Linked DNA regions of Rattus norvegicus: region 1 is linked to region 2. A link is a contact called in public Hi-C data. All regions are on one chromosome and are shown on one strand. Each heading gives the region's core, a stretch centred on a gene start, on an enhancer-like site or on the middle of the called end of the contact. The rest is flanking DNA. Distances are from core to core; before and after follow the strand shown.

The links. Hi-C and Micro-C count contacts between places; a contact is called where the count stands out from the background.
Region 1: a contact with region 2 is called in a Hi-C map of psoas muscle, with 5 times the contacts expected there. The contact joins two enhancer-like sites. A contact is called at or near these places in 9 of 12 Hi-C or Micro-C datasets (the A7r5 cell line, the Rat2 cell line, Schwann cells and 6 more).

What each region holds. Positions count from the first base shown.
Region 1 is chr7:91,442,943-91,447,273 of GRCr8, reverse strand. No RefSeq gene overlaps it. Among named protein-coding and RNA genes, the nearest start is that of C7h8orf76, 14 kb to the left of the region's middle. Within about 2 kb of position 2,938, at least 17 of the 93 cell types and tissues checked have an H3K27ac peak or open chromatin away from gene starts, as enhancers often do.
Region 2 is chr7:91,017,184-91,021,569 of GRCr8, reverse strand. No RefSeq gene overlaps it. Among named protein-coding and RNA genes, the nearest start is that of Zhx2, 97 kb to the left of the region's middle. Within about 2 kb of position 2,894, at least 6 of the 93 cell types and tissues checked have an H3K27ac peak or open chromatin away from gene starts, as enhancers often do.

The DNA of each region.
Region 1 (4,331 bases), core at 1,689-4,188, 430 kb before region 2:
ACTCTCAGGGAGTTGGTCAGTTTGACCAGCAAGTGCAAGTTTAGTTTCTCAAATGGGAAACAAGACTACAGTTGACAGGCGCTGTGGTTTTAGACTCCATCAGCGATGGAGCACCAGTCAGCCATCACTCACTGAGCTCACATTACTTCCTGCTCACTGTGATTCTAAGGAGATGTGGGCTGGAGTTTGTGGTCTAGCAGTGGATCACTCTCAGGGACATAAACCAACATGGCTTGCCATGCCTGCCAGTGTAGCTGTGGCCATCTGGAACTCTCCCGTCCACATTTCTTTTTTGTTAACTTTCTGTGGACACCCCCCCACCCCATCTTCATCAGATAGCTAATGCACGGGTCCCTGCTAAATGTTGGCTTGTTAATAATTGCTGGTGTTTCTGGTTTTCCTAAAAGCTAACGTGCCTGCCTGCCTCTTCTCTTTCTGAGGCCAAACCCCTTTGCACTGTATACCTGAGTTTCCTGGAAACCTCCCTGTTCTCCCCCAGCCCTGGGCTGCAGCTGCATCCTAGCTCCTTGTGGGCGTTCGTTCTTTCAGATCTCTGGTCTCCCTCCTGACTTCCACCCACACCTGATGGCCTGGTGTTTTCCACATCTTGCATATAACTCACTCGCACCTCACCTTCCAGTCAGTGAAGTGTTGATGTGAGAACCAGGATCACTGAAGTCCAAAGCCTCAGCTCTCCCTGAGGGCAGGAGGGCCATCGGGAGGGCAGGGCTCCCTGGTCATTTCTAGCACAGGCGGGAAGGTAATGGGCTGGGTAATGACTCTGCTTGGGAAGAGGCTTCCCTGCTGTGTGTGTTCACACATCTCTACTTGCCAATGAGTGAATCACTGGGAAGTGAGCGTATGGTGACACAGGTGTGGCTGTCTGCTCTATAGCAAGGGCCGGACGCTGGATTGGTTACTTCTCTTGTTGCAGTAACAGAAAGGAAGCAATCTAAAAAAAGAAGGGTTTCTTCCAGGGACTAAGCCATTACCCAAAGACTATACATGGACTGACCCTGGTCTCTGACCTCATAGGTAGCAATGAATATTCTAGTAAGATCACCAGTGGAAGGGGAAGCCCTGGGTCCTGCTAAGACTGAACCCCCAGTGAACTAGACTATGGGGGGAGGGCGGCAATGGGGGGAGGGTTGGGAGGGGAACACCCATAAGGAAGGGGAGGGGGGAGGGGGATGTTTGCCCGGAAACCGGGAAAGGGAATAACACTCGAAATGTAAATAAGAAATACTCAAGTTAATAAAAAAAGAAAAAAAACAGAAGGGTTTATTTTGCCTCACAGTTTGCGAGCACAGTCCATCGTGATGGGAGACGTGGTAACTGGGGTTGGGGCAGCTGGTTATGTTGCACCTCAGTCAGGAAGCAGAGGGAGATGAACGTGTGCTTAGCTCATTCCTTTCTGCTGGCTCTGACCTCAGGTCATGGGATGGTGCAGGAACGTTGAACTCGAGTTTCAGTTACACCTCTCTTGAAAAGCTCCTCAGTTACACCCAGGAATTTGTCTCCTAGCCTAGGTGGGTTCCAGATCCTGTTACCTTGGCAATGCCAATAAGCTGTAATAGACCTTTTGTTCTTGGTGATGTCCTCATTTCAGCCCTTCCCCATGGCTGCCCTTCCTCTAAAGGGTCAGTCCCTGGAAAAGGCTACTTGAGGTACGGAGGGCCTGTAACTCAGAAGCCAGTTCCTGCAGAACCAAGCCACCAGTGTCTCAGATGTCTCCAACCCCCGTGCAGCATGAACTTTATAAAAGATGAGCTTTGCTCTGGAGAAGCCGCGGGTCATACATACACCGCTAGCAAATGAATACAAGCTAGTGTTTACAGAGAGACGGTTTTAAACAGGAACCTTCTCGAAAGACGTAATCTCAGAAAGTAGTTTATTTGCACCCAGCTTTCCAGGGCTTTGGGGCCTGATAGGAAAGCAAACGAACTAGCAAAGAAGCAAAGAGGGAACGCAAAACCCCATGAGGCTCTGCTGCTGCGGGGTTGCACACTCATTAAATCAGGGGCAGCCTCGTGTGCATGTGACTGCTTTCTCTTTCCCTGATTCCATCTTCTGGCTGAATCAGACGTAGGTGTTTCAGACCCAACAAATCTAATGGGACTGCCCTGAGTGGGCCAAATGACAGGCCAGTGAATGGCAGCTCAATTCAATCTTCCCCAATTGCCAGCACTTGGAAAATTGCAGGAGTTGGGGGGCAGGGCTGGAGGGGAGAACGGGGGAATTGGAGGGCGGAGGAGGGTAGAAGATACTGTTTTTTCCTTATTCTTTCTTCCTCGTAGGATGGGTGGCCTCATCCCCTGAGGCTATGGTATGGTATTGGTGCTGCCTTCCATTTGAAAGAGCAGACCAGACTCTTTCCCAGGCCCATGTCCACTGGCAGGGTCTTCCTGCCTAATCTGTCGATGGCTTCTCACTTTTTTTGTTTTTTTTTTTTTTGTTTTTTTTTTGTTTTTTTGTTTTTTTTTGGTTCTTTTTTTCGGAGCTGGGGATCGAACCCAGGGCCTTGCGCTTCCTAGGCAAGCGCTCTACCACTGAGCTAAATCCCCAACCGGCTTCTCACTTTTATACCTCAACACCTGTGTTTCCTCAGCCCCAGCTCTGTCTCCCTGCCCTTCTTCCTCAAGCTAAGAAAGTTCAGGGAACATGAGCACAGCAGTTCTGGGATCTTGGTGCCAACATACCAGTTCTTTGAGTCAGGAATATGTTGCTGACTCCTGGAGATTGACACATGCTTCAGGTCCTGTACAGCAGCAGTTAAACCTGACCTCCCAGGCCCAGACCTGCAGACTTACCCATTGCAGAATGTGGAAGGAACATTCGGGAAGGAGATGATTTCCTACATGTGTCTGTATACGGTGACAATGGAGACTCCCAGAATGGTACTCTTGGCTCTCTGCCTCTTGGCAGAAGTGTCCCTGACCCAGATGAGGAAGAGATGATTCATATTTAGAACAGCCCTGGGTCTTTCCTTTAACTTCAGGGCCACTGCATATTTGAGGTTAGCTGCCAGAAGTAACCCTTCCACTGCTGGTGGAGATAATTTTTTATTTTGTTTTGGATAGTGCTTTGCTATAAGGCCTAAGCTGGCTTGTAACTTGGTGTACAACCCAGGCTGGTTAGCTTGATCTTTCTGCCATAGCTTCTCTAGAACTGGGATCATATCATATCATATATATCATATCATTTCATATTACAGGCAGGTGCCACCATGCAGAGTGAGACACAGTTCAGATCAGGAAATGCTGTGTTCAGAGACCTGGCTGAGGTGACTCAACTCTCAGATTTCCCTGTGCCGGGCTGGAAAAAGGGAGGGGACTCGTATCAGTCCAGGTTCTGGGCAGTGGGGATGGGAGGGAGCCAAGGGGCAAAGGTAGGAAAAGCACCTTGGGGTGGGTAAGCCTCTGGCACCAGAACCTCCACAAAAGGCCTGCTCGTTAGGGACTAAGTTGGGGACTGAGTCTACCCTACATTCCCATAGTAGGGCCTGACCCCTCATACCTTAGAGTGTGTCTAGAAGCAAGACCTTTAAATTCACAGTATCAAAATCTGTATTACTCAAGATTCTTCACAGAAATGGAACCAAGAAGAGAGAAGGGGAAGAGAAGGAGATGGGAAGGAAGAGACAAATAAGGAGTAGCTGATGAAAACACTGGATCATGTGAAAATGCAGGCTGGCAAGTCCCAAGAGCTTCAGGGTGCTTCTCCAAGAGCAGCGGCGGCGGCGTACTTCCTGGATGTTGGCCACAGGCTCAAGGCCAGAGAACCATTTTAAGTCAGGTTAAAAAAAAATAGTGCTTTAGGTTGAAGGCCACCAGACCAGAGGAATTCTTTCCTGACCGTGGAAGGGAGGATCTTTTTACTGCATTTGGCTTCAGCTGACTAGACGGAGCCACCCACACTAAGAGGGGAAGTCTGGTTTCCCAAGTCCAGCAGCTGATCCCACCCAGAGACCCAGAATGATGTCTTCCCAGTTATCTGGGCAACCCACAGTCTAGTCATGTCAACACATAAAAGAAACCATTTAAGCTCGCCCCGTATCTCACTCCCACCTCAACTCCCTAAACTCCCACTCCAATCTCCACTTCCACTAGAATACAAGGGCGTCCAGGGACGTGCGTGCCGGAGTCATCTTGTGGGTTTTTTTTTCTTTTTTCTTTTTTCTTTTTTTTTTTTTTTTGTAGTTGTGAATGACAAAACTCCTATAAAAAAAAAAACTTTAAGGGAGAAAGACGGTGTTTTGGATTTTAGAGGTGACAGTGAACAGTGAGCTGGCAGTGTATGAGGTGACAGTGAACAGTGAGCTGGCAGTGTAT
Region 2 (4,386 bases), core at 1,645-4,144:
TGAAATACTATGAATTTAGATGAATGCTATGAATTTCACTGACATTTCAATTGGATAATATGCTGTGATAGAACCATAGCTGGGGTTAGGACAGATCACACCTGGCTAATACAGTCCCATGTGGAAGAGGTTTATTGAGGACAACGGAGACAAGAGGGGAAAAGAGAGAGAAGAGAGAAAAAAGAGGGAGGAGAGGGGCAGGAGGGTCCATTTTTATTTAGACTGTGATGTCACTGCTCCCAGGTGAAGGTGTGAGCTGAACCAAATGTATGCTGGGAATGTATGGCCATTGCCATGGCAAGAGATATGCAGGTCCCTGTCGCCTACAGGTGATGTCACTGCTGGAGACAAAAGCAGTTCCTGATACCCACACAATATATTTTTATAAAAAAATCAATTTGTATTTCAGGTTTATAAAACTTAAAGCTGAAAAGAAAATACAAATTCATTCTCCCCTCATTATGTTTCAAACAGAACTTCTCAAGTTCTCCAATAACTGGACTTTAGGTTTTAACATTTTACTTTGGAATTAACTAAAATAAAGGTTCAGTTTCTCAATGACACTAGACACTTTTGAGCACCACACAGGCAAGTTGTGGTGGGAACACAAGAGGAGACAACTGACCCAGCAATCAAGCACCATACCACCATACCTGGAGTGTGTATGTGTGTGTGGTATGTGTATGTGTATGTGTGTGGTGCGTGTGTGTGGTATGTGTATGTGTGTGGTGTGTGGTGCGTGTGTGTATGTGTGTGTGTGTGTGGTGTGTGTGTGGTGTGTATGTGTATATGTGTATGTGTGTGGTATGTGGTATGTATGTGTGTGTATATAATATATGTGTGTGGTGTGTGCGTATGTGTGTGTGTGTGGTGTGTATGTGTATATGTGTATGTGTGTGGTATGTGGTATGTATGTGTGTATATAATATATGTGTGTGGTGTGTGCGTATGTGTGTGTGTGTGGTGTGTATGTGTATATGTGTATGTGTGTGGTATGTGGTATGTATGTGTGTGTATATATATGTGTGTGTTGTGTGTATGTGTATGTGTGTGTTGTGTGTATGTGGTGTGTATGTGTACATGTGTATGTGTGGTGTGTGTGTGGTGTGTATGTGTGGGTGGCGTGTATATGTGTGTGTGTGTGTGGTGTATGTGTATATGTGTATGTGTGTGTGGTATGTGGTATGTATGTGTGTGTATATATATGTGTGTGGTATGTGTGTATGTGTATGTGTGTGTGGTGTGTGTGTGTGTGTGGTGTGTATGTGTGGGTGGTGGGTATATGTGTGTGTGTGTGGTGTGTGTGTGTGTGTGTTCTCTATGAGTGCGAATGGCATTTTTCATTCATTATTACCACGTCCAAATATACAACATCACTTACAAGGCTTTGGATGCTGAAGACTGGTGACACTCCTTGTTCAGGGTCCTTAGAGAATGCTACCTTAAAACTGCCAATGGGAGCAGCTGCTCCCCCTGATGTTATGGGGGTACCATTGCCACCTGGAGTGGGAAGCCTGTTTCTCTCTGGGACCCCCTTTGCTCTTCAGGAGGTTTTAGTGGGACAGAGACAGGATAATGGCTGAAGGCCTGGGAAGGACTGACTGCAAGACAGGACTTTGATGTGTAAAAGGGTGAGAGCAGAAAAGAATCTTAGTGAAGGGAAGATTATTTAATAATGTCTGTGATTGCCAAACTCAAACAAAAGTTACTTTTTCCTAGGCTTTATTTGCCAACATATATTCTGCAAGACTCTGCAATCATCACATTCAGAAATTTTTCCCACATGAAATTTTATATATATATATATATATAAACTTTTTCATTTTTTCAAATAGATAGCCATGTATTTGAAAATTACTTTCCAAATTCCTTCACTACTGTCTTCTAAAAGTGTTTATAAAGGAAAAGCAATAAAGTAAAAAAAAAAAATTCAAGCCGCACCAAAAAACCAAGTCCCAGTTCTTCCCTTGGGTACATTTTTCACTTGTTTAAAGCACTCGGCATCCACTGGGTGTTCAGTAAAGTTTTGCTGTTGCACATGGACATTAAAGCTTAAGCAAACCTAATCGCAGCAGACACACAGCTAAAGATGAAGCCCTGTGAGGGGCGGGGCCATTGGACCATGGGGGTGAGCAGTGTTGGCTTGGACATAGATTGCCTTAATGGTTATTTAATTTACTGCATGTAGTACTTACAAAGCTTCTCTGACTGTGTTACTCTGGAACCTTCTAGAAGCAAATGCTGGGTGCAGTCGGGCAAAGACAGATTGGCTTTCACAGAAGGGTTAATTATGGGCTGTAACAGACATGTCCCCCCAAAAGGAATGGGGTGTGATCTCTGTTTTGTCCTGTGCAGTCAGACTGAATGAACATGGGCCAATGAAATTCAACCAGTAATCAGGTTAGTGGGCTGAAATAAAGAAATGTGACCTTTATTTTCAAGGAAGTTTTCCTTTGGGGTGAGCGCACAGCCATGTGGGAGGCCACAGTAAGCCAGGCAGTTCACGTGCTTGTCCCCTTCAGGTCTGGAATGTGGATGTGATCTCTTTCTGGGAGTATGACGAGATCCTCCTGATAAATTCCACAAAGACACTGACTGGTCTTTGATGTCTTCGCAGAGCCTGGAGCAGATCCTGCCTCTGGCCTTCTGAGTCCATTGAGGAAAAGTAAATAATGCTTTGCACGAGCTGGGCTCTCGCTATGCAGTTGAACACAGGCCTAGCTCTAATCCAGGGCAACTGAATTCTTGGATTCAGTTGAGTGGGTCTCAAGTTTCTCTTCCCCTCCCCCTCCCTTCCCCCTCACTCCTCTCCCCCACCGTCAGAATCCTCTATGAAGAGAAAGACACGGTTCAGTGTCTGTCTGTCAGAACCGTATCTGCTGTTCAGGCTGACTCATCTAGTCTGGAGGAGGGGCTATCTTCATTTCTAATTGAGGCTGTGGAGTCCAGGGACGAGACCTGACTGACTTGTCTCAGAGGTACTTCCTGAACAGTCTTTCTCTCACCGTGGACCAAAGGTTTGGCCAGAGCTATGTAGCTGTCAAGCTCTAGAGAAAATGAGGGGCGTATTTCTAAAAGGGCAGAGGGAAACATAGCCAGAAGAGGCAGACAGGCGGATGAAAATATCAAACGGTTCCAGCGTGCACTGAAGGATCAGATGTGTGGAGAGTAGAGGCCAGGGAGGGACTGACTGCAGGGGGATTGCCAGCTCCTCTGAGAAGCCTTTCCCAGAGGCCTGCTTTGGCTCCTGACGTCCTTGTTCGTGTTCTCTGTAGCCGATGGCATGTATATTACCTAATCACAGCAGCTTTGAAGGTGAAAGTTCCTCTGGTTCATCCTGTTTCCTTCCTTCCGGTTGTGAACATGGACTTACTGTTTGGATGAAGAAATGAAGAAACGGGAGAAATACAGACATAGAGAAGGAAGGTCAGAGGTAATACCCTTGGTTTGCTTGGAACATTGAATGTGTAACGAAAAGCCCAGTGAACCCCCAAATGTTAGGTCTCGATGATGGCCAGACTTTGTTTTAGCCTGAGCTTCTGTGGTAGGAAGCAGAGAGCCGCTGGAAGTTATTGATCAGAGCTGCTGGCCTCCTGGAACTTGTTCCTCCGACCCTTGGCTACTTTGTCTCTATTTTCCATTCTGTTTTCTCCAAGGATCTTGGTTGGGCACTTCTTCGCCTTGGGTTCCTTTGGCCCACGTTCCCCATGTCTGCATCTTTCACCAACGTTTACATCTTTGCAAGTTGATTCTGAGCTCCTCAGTGCACAGGGTGAGGACTTATTGACCCTTGTGGTGTCAAGTGGGTGTGGGGCTGAGAGGCCACCGGAGCAGCTCTTGGCTGCCCTCTTCTGGGCTTTGATGGATACAGCGTCTTTACATCTTACCTCAATACTTATATTATATTATATTAACTTATATTATACTTAACTTATATTATACTTACCTATAATACTTATATTTCAATTCAGGTTTTTTTTCAATTAGAAATCAAACAGATTTGTATCTTGAGTACTTGTTACACTTTTTATTTCATCAGGTGGTATTTTGTATAGGATGGTCTGACTTCCCACAGATATAGTTTTCATTGAAGGAATCTAAGCATTACATAGATGTAAAAAATGCTTGTTTTATTTACTTGTTTGTCTCTTTCTTTTCTTCATTTGAATTGGATTAGCTTTAATCTGAGTTGGAAAGCTGTTGGAGAACTGTGTTTGAACTTTCTTACTATGTAATATATATATTTACAACTCCTTAATGGATCTCTCCAAAAAGCCGCAGCCTTGTGCCTTCATTGATGTACAGAAACTGTCAAGGGCATTTTTAGTATTTATGGATGAGTCTATGCAATGTCCAAATAGTGATCTCGATACCAGGCAATTGCTA